Linked DNA regions of Mus musculus: region 1 is linked to region 2. A link is a contact called in public promoter capture Hi-C data. All regions are on one chromosome and are shown on one strand. The core of a region is the stretch at or near the end of the contact, and the rest is flanking DNA. Distances in the headings are between cores, read along the strand shown. Region 1 holds the start of Slc43a2 (solute carrier family 43, member 2). Region 2 overlaps Smg6 (Smg-6 homolog, nonsense mediated mRNA decay factor (C. elegans)).

Evidence for each region. Promoter capture Hi-C pulls out the DNA fragments that hold promoters and counts their contacts.
Region 1: a promoter capture Hi-C map of liver shows a contact between it and region 2, with 3 times the contacts expected there. The contact joins the promoter of Slc43a2 here to the enhancer-like site in region 2. A contact is called at or near these places in 2 of 39 promoter capture datasets (liver and stem cell-derived epiblast-like cells), 1 of 484 Hi-C or Micro-C datasets (embryonic stem cells) and 2 of 115 datasets of contacts at active chromatin or transcription factors (embryonic midbrain and memory CD8 T cells).

Annotation. Positions count from the first base shown.
Region 1 is chr11:75,530,323-75,533,376 of GRCm38.p6, forward strand. Slc43a2 (solute carrier family 43, member 2) reads left to right here and starts at 1,790. Exons shown (of 14, transcript NM_001199283.1): 1 at 1,790-2,092; 2 at 2,266-2,466. The coding sequence starts at 2,307.
Region 2 is chr11:75,151,557-75,154,723 of GRCm38.p6, forward strand. All of the region lies in intron 15 of Smg6 (Smg-6 homolog, nonsense mediated mRNA decay factor (C. elegans)), which reads left to right. Among named protein-coding and RNA genes, the nearest start is that of Hic1, 17 kb to the right of the region's middle. Within about 2 kb of position 1,830, at least 113 of the 459 cell types and tissues checked have an H3K27ac peak or open chromatin away from gene starts, as enhancers often do. A contact at or near this core is called in liver and memory CD8 T cells, where this site is marked.

The sequences.
Region 1 (3,054 bases), core at 540-3,039, 380 kb after region 2:
TTAGATATATGTCTGGAGAAGGTCCTCAAGCAGATTGCTTAGGAAAAGGATTGAAGGGCTTAATCTATTGGCAGATAGTAGGTCCAATTTGGAGCTTATGAGATTTCTGCACAGTAGGTCATCAGGCCCCCAAACCCACCAGCAAGCCTAGACCAAGTCTGGGAGAGCATGCACTAGCAGAATGGCTGGCGAAGGTTCTGGGCACCAGGGGGCGCACTCGAGCTGAGGGAAGCTGAGTCAGGCTGCTGGGGACACCCTTAGCTCTAAAGCAAGCCGGCTCTTGAAGTGTGGAGAATCTGAGGGATACCGAGTGTTTTCTGAGGGGAGGTTAGTGCCTCTCGTCAGGGAGACTCGGACGGACAGCCAAATCTTTCGTGCTGAGGCTCCATTCCACGTCCAAGCAGGTCCTCAGAGCAGCGCAGCTCCGCTGATGATACAGAAAGGACGGAGCTCTTTGGACCCCTAGTGATCTATCGCGCTCTCCAAAGTCAGACTTAGACTAACTAGGTGCTCGGGATTGCTCACAGCATGAAGAAGGGTGGACGAGAAAGTGTGCCAGCCACATGAAAGAGTCGTTTGGGAAAGTGGGAGGGCAGGGCATGCCAAGGTGACCGGCCTGAACACTGACCGGTCTCTGAAGGCACCGAGAAAAGAGGGCGCGGGATGGGGATGGCGACAACTGGAGGACCAGGGGCTCTTAGTCCAAAATCCTGACTACAGACCCTTAAGGGACACCGATTAAAGACCAGGCAGGAGGCACCTGATTCCAGGCAAGGACCCGGTGAGTCGGGAGATCTAGCAGGGATGCGGTAATTATGCCACGACCTGGGTCGGGGTGTTCTGATACCCGTAGACAGCGCCTGGATAGGACAACGGGGGCTAGGCAGCGAGGAGCCCGGACACAAAGCCCAAGGAGCAGGCCGGGAAACAGCACAAAAGGGCGGTAATGGCCTGCGGAGTTGGAGCATCCGGCCCTGGTTCTCTCCGGGCGAGAACGGTGGTCTATACTGCGGGCCGAACCGCACGGTGCTTGGAGCCCAGCTCGCTGTGGACCAAGACTCCCTGAAACGCTGACCCATGAACTTGACAAGGAAGAGGGCAACGAGAAGGGCGTGGGGCGATGCCCGCGGCGGTCACCGGGTCGAGGGGCACTCCAGTTTAACTGGGTAGAGCTGGGCCTGCCCGAGCCGCCCCCCAGCCCCCCCATTCCTCTTGTTTGTCTCCAAGTCCGGCCGGAACCGGCTTCTGCTCGCCGGGGGGCGGGTGGGTAGCTGCTGATTGGCCGACGCCTGTTTCCAGCCCCACTCAGCCAATCAACGGGCGGCAGTGTTTTTCATCTTAGGATAGGAATAAAAGGGCTGGAAATAAAGGGGACAGAAAAGGCGCCGGGCGGGCCCGATACACACTGGTAGGAGCCGGGTGAGCTGGACTCCCAGGATCCGGGTCTCAGACGAGGGTGCGAGAACCTGAAGCCGCTCGCAGGCAGGGGTTGGAGGGAAGGTGCATACTTGTCAGAGGGACGACACCGGGAGGGAGACGTAACGAAAAAGGCCAGGAGGACAGAGGGACGGGATCCGCTTCTATGGAAACGGGCTAATCGCCGGGGTAACAGCCCGACACGGGGGTCGCGCGGTTGGCTCGCGCCGCCGGTTTGAACCGGCTTCGCCTCTCCCATGCGGGGTTCGCGTGGCGGTAGCGCCTAGCGACCTAAACACTAACCAATGGCGCGGCAGTTCCTGTGCGGTCCCGCCAATGAAAGCGCCGTGGGCGGGCCGTTTCGGGGCTCCCTGTGCTGATTTTGTGGTTGAAGGAACAAGCACTAAGGAAGGGTCTCGAGTGCGGGCGGGCGGGAGCCTGTCAGGGTCCCTGGGAGTGGCAGCTCTCAGGTGAGCCTCTGCTCAGGTGACCTTACTACGAGCTGCCTCCCTTTCCGGCCCCCAAAGTGGCTGTTCAGTCTTGCTTGGGATCAGGACCCGCTCCACGTCCTTGAGCATAATTAGCCCTTTTCCAGCTGCCATGCCTCAGTTTACCTCCGAGTGAACTAAGGGAGAAGCCTTTCCTCTTGGCCAGCGGGGCTCCACTGTGGCCTAAGGTAGCGTTACCAGGTAGCTGCGGGTACGGGGTGGCCCAGGTCCCTGACAGGGCTAGGGTTCTTTTCTTTTGCGGCGGGCACCTATAGCCTGGGCTGCAAGGGACTGACAGGCTGTGCGCCAGCGGCTACACGGGTTGGGTAGAGCCACCGCTGAAGCTGAGGTCTGCGCGCAGGTGTCTGCAGAACCGGAGCCCGACCACCGCCACACCGCACCATGGCGCCCACCCTGGCCACTGCCCATCGGCGCCGCTGGTGGATGGCCTGCACCGCTGTGTTGGAAAACCTCCTTTTCTCCGCAGTCCTCCTGGGCTGGGGTTCGCTGCTCATCATGCTCAAGTCCGAGGGCTTTTACTCCTACCTGTGTACGAAGCCAGGTGAGATGGGCGCCTCGGTCGGGGGCAGGTTTCTGGAGTGGGTCTTTGGGAGAGGGCGGTTGGTGGTGAAGATGTAAGCCAGCTATGCCTGCTTGCTGCACAGCGCCTCTAAGTGCCAAAAAGCCCATTTGATCCTCATCCAGCTCTCTGGGTGCGTATCATTATCATCGTCCCTGTTTGTGGATGGAGAAACTGAGGCTGGGACAAGTCTTCCATTTGCCCAAGCTGTAGACTAATAGACTAATAGACTCCTGCGTGCAGTCAGGAACGTTGCTGGCCTTCTGGTCTTCCAGGGCCTGCAGCATTGCTTGCCTTGCAAAAAAAAAAAAAAAAAAAAAAACATGTGTAAGAAAGAGGAACTCTCATAGGCCGGGGTGCAGCAGGAGAGAGGAAGTGGCTTCGCCTCCACCCGAAGGAAGGTTCATCTAGACCTACATGTTTTTAAGTCAGGCCATTATGGAGTCCCCTTAAAGGCTTGCCAAGATAGAATTTCTTGTCTATTTTTGCTGCTTTATGATTCTCCAAAGGCCATTTCCTCTCCTGAACTGTGAGAACATCTCAGTGGCTTTCAAAACATCGTAGGGAGGA
Region 2 (3,167 bases), core at 580-3,079:
TTGTCATTACTAATTTGTGTCAGGCACAAAGTTAGGTACTCTGTGACATGCAAGGTGATTGTGAAAGTTTGCCATGTTATAAAACCTCTCATTTGTGGTAATGATATTACTGTCTCCAGAATAATAAGGAATACAGACCCTGGGTGAGTCCATCCCCTTTGAAGGGAGGAAGCAACCACACTGTGTATGGGTCTTCTAAGCAGAAGAAAGATTTAAAGCCTCTACTTGGTGTGGTGGCCCTGTTTCATGATCTGCTGTGCACCATCTGTGTCAGCCAATTGCATTGCATTTTTGTCTGTGTAATTTTGTGTCTCTGTTTTCAGTGGGTTGGCATTGTAAAATCATCCCCTTTAACTTGTAAAAGAACCTTCCTAGAGACACAACCCATCAGCTACCTCAGCTACTGCATACCATGTCTCTTTCCCAGTTGTCTGTCAGTTTGCTCCTGTTGCTCAGAGATAACTGGACACTTAGCACTTTTCCTAAACTGGAGTTATTTCTCTCTTGCACACTTGATGGTCCTCATTGCTGCAAGTCTGATTTGGAGTATCTACTCTTTTTCTTTATTTTTAAGTCTTTTTTGTGCTTGCTCGTGTGTTTGCTTATTTTGGGGTTTGGTTTTGTTTTCTTTTTTTTTTTTTATTAGTTATTTTCCTCGTTTACATTTTCAATGCTATCCCAAAGGTTCCCCATACCCACCCCCCCAATCCCCTACCCACCCACTCCCCCTTTTTGGCCCTGGCGTTCCCCTGTACTGGGGCATATAAAGTTTGCAACTCCAATGGGCCTCTCTTTGCAGTGATGGCCGACTAGGCCATCTTTTGATACATATGCAGCTAAAGACAAGAGCTCCCGGGTACTGGTTAGTTCATATTGTTGTTCCACCTATAGGGTTGCAGTTCCCTTTAGCTCCTTGGGTAATTTCTCTAGCTCCTCCATTAGGGGCCGTGTGACCCATCCAATAGCTGACTGTGAGCATCCACTTCTGTGTTTGCTAGGCCCCGTGGTTTTGTTTTCTTGAGACAAGGTCTTGCCGAGGATGATCATGAGCCCCTGGTGCTCACCTCACACCACTCTGCCCTAGGACTGTGTCCCACCTCCCACCTCTCTGCCCTAGGAGTGCCTACACTTTCCCAGGGTGGCCCAGGCTGAGCTACAGTGGAGGGCTCCTGTGGAACTCTCCTTCCGGGTCAGTACATTTGAGTCCAGGCCAGGGCTGATCTGTCTGAATCTTAGCATTCCAGTTCCCCCCCTCACTCCCACCAGAGGCTTCTGCAGCTTTTTACTCGTACAAACAAAAATAAATGACACTACCGGCCTCTGAACTCCACAGCAGCATGCTTCCCCTTCTCCCTGAGCGTCCCATGGCTGTGAGTGGGGACTTGGCACTCTCCCCATCTACATCACTTTTTCACTCCCTGCGCATCCTGTGTCCTTCTCTCACCGTGCGACCCAGAGATCAGAATGGGACGTGACGGCCGGCACAGGCGCCGTGCACAGCTGCCAGGAATCTGACGGGTAAAATCTGGAAAAGTTGGGAGGGCAAATGCTAAACACACACAGCGCCACTCAGAAAGGGCCGGAAACACAGACACCCATCACAGAAAGCCTGACTCCTAAGCTCTTCTTGATCTGTCATTGTTTTTATTGGTACTGAACTAATCTTGTGACCCAGGTATTAATCCCCTTACCTGCTAAGCCCACTGGCACCCCAAAAGAAGAGAGAGCAACTTTGTCTAATCTCCTGAGACTCCATGAGGGCATGTGGGGAACAGGAAGCAGTTGTGTGGTGACTCACTGGGCAGAGCCAGGTTAGGGGAAGTTGTCTGCAGGCGTCCCTGAGACCGGATGAGGGCAGCCCAGCTCTGACCACCACACGCAGCTTGGCCCTGTCCCATTCCCAGGGAACCATCTGCTACCTCTTTGAGAGGCTATGGCCAGTTCACCTTTCTGGCCACAGACCATAGCTCTAGGTACCCAAGGAAATCAAGCTTCCCCAAACCTTACTCTAGGTTTTACATCTATCCTGTCTTCAAACGCCATGCTGCTCCCCAGCCTGCCTTGGCTGTCTGACTTACCACTAGCATATAAGGTGGCATGAGCCTGGTCTTAGGAACCCATTGTTCATCCAAGGTGAAAAACGACAGTTATCAGCATTCTTAATGGAAGTCTAACCAGGACTGCATGTCATTTCTCCAAGTAGGAAAACAGATGTAAGAGAGAGAGAGGTGGTGCTTCCTTAATTAAGACTATGGTTCCTGTCACTATAGGTGCTCATGTCTCCTGTCATCCACCAGTCATGTGGCAGAACTTATTATGTCCTCTCTCCCACAAAAACAACAACAACAACAACAACAACAAAAAACATATTTGAACAGGGCTTCAGAAAGAGCATTCTGGTCGATTTGTATGGAGGACAGAAGCCTGGGGGAGGGGAGCTACTTCTTGGCATAAAGGGCAGCAGAGTATCTGCTGGACCTGAGCAGGACATTTTCCTGTTCTTCTCAATGCCCCCACCAAGATTAGTAGAATGTGTGTTACTGTCCTTTTGCCAGTGCTCTGGGAATGACAGTGACCGAAAGCCCCTGGGAAGGTGGCTGACACTTTCCCCTTGTGAGGTGAGAACAGTTGGAGGGTTTCAGCAGACAGGGCCTCTTGGCCAAAACTTCTCATGCTGCCACTGTCCCGTGGCCTGTGTCTTCACCAACTGTGGTGGCAGTGGCAGCAACAACTTACTCATAGGGAAAGGTCTCTGGTAGGTCACCGAGAAGCCACCCCCATCCTTTGAAGGCATGCCCTTTCAGTTTTACTGTCACCCTAGTGAAGCCTAAGCAACCTTCTTGCTAACTGTTGGTGGCCAGGCCCAGCACCGTGGGCCCCATCTCAGTTGGCACGCACATACACTTCCTCTGTACTGTTTCTGGGTCTGTCTCCTTGTGGTTGCTATGTTTCAGAAGACCATAAGAGGGAGTGAGGGGACTGAGACTGACCCACCTGCTTTTCTGGATTCCCCTTGGTACCGGCTAGCTCCCTACATAGTCTGCCAGAGCAGATAAATTTCAGCCAGTCAATTTGCTTTCTGGCTATGATCCTCAGAGGAAATAGCACAATAATAAATATACTCTGTAGAGACAGATATACCCTAAACCTGTCCCATCAGGTCACTG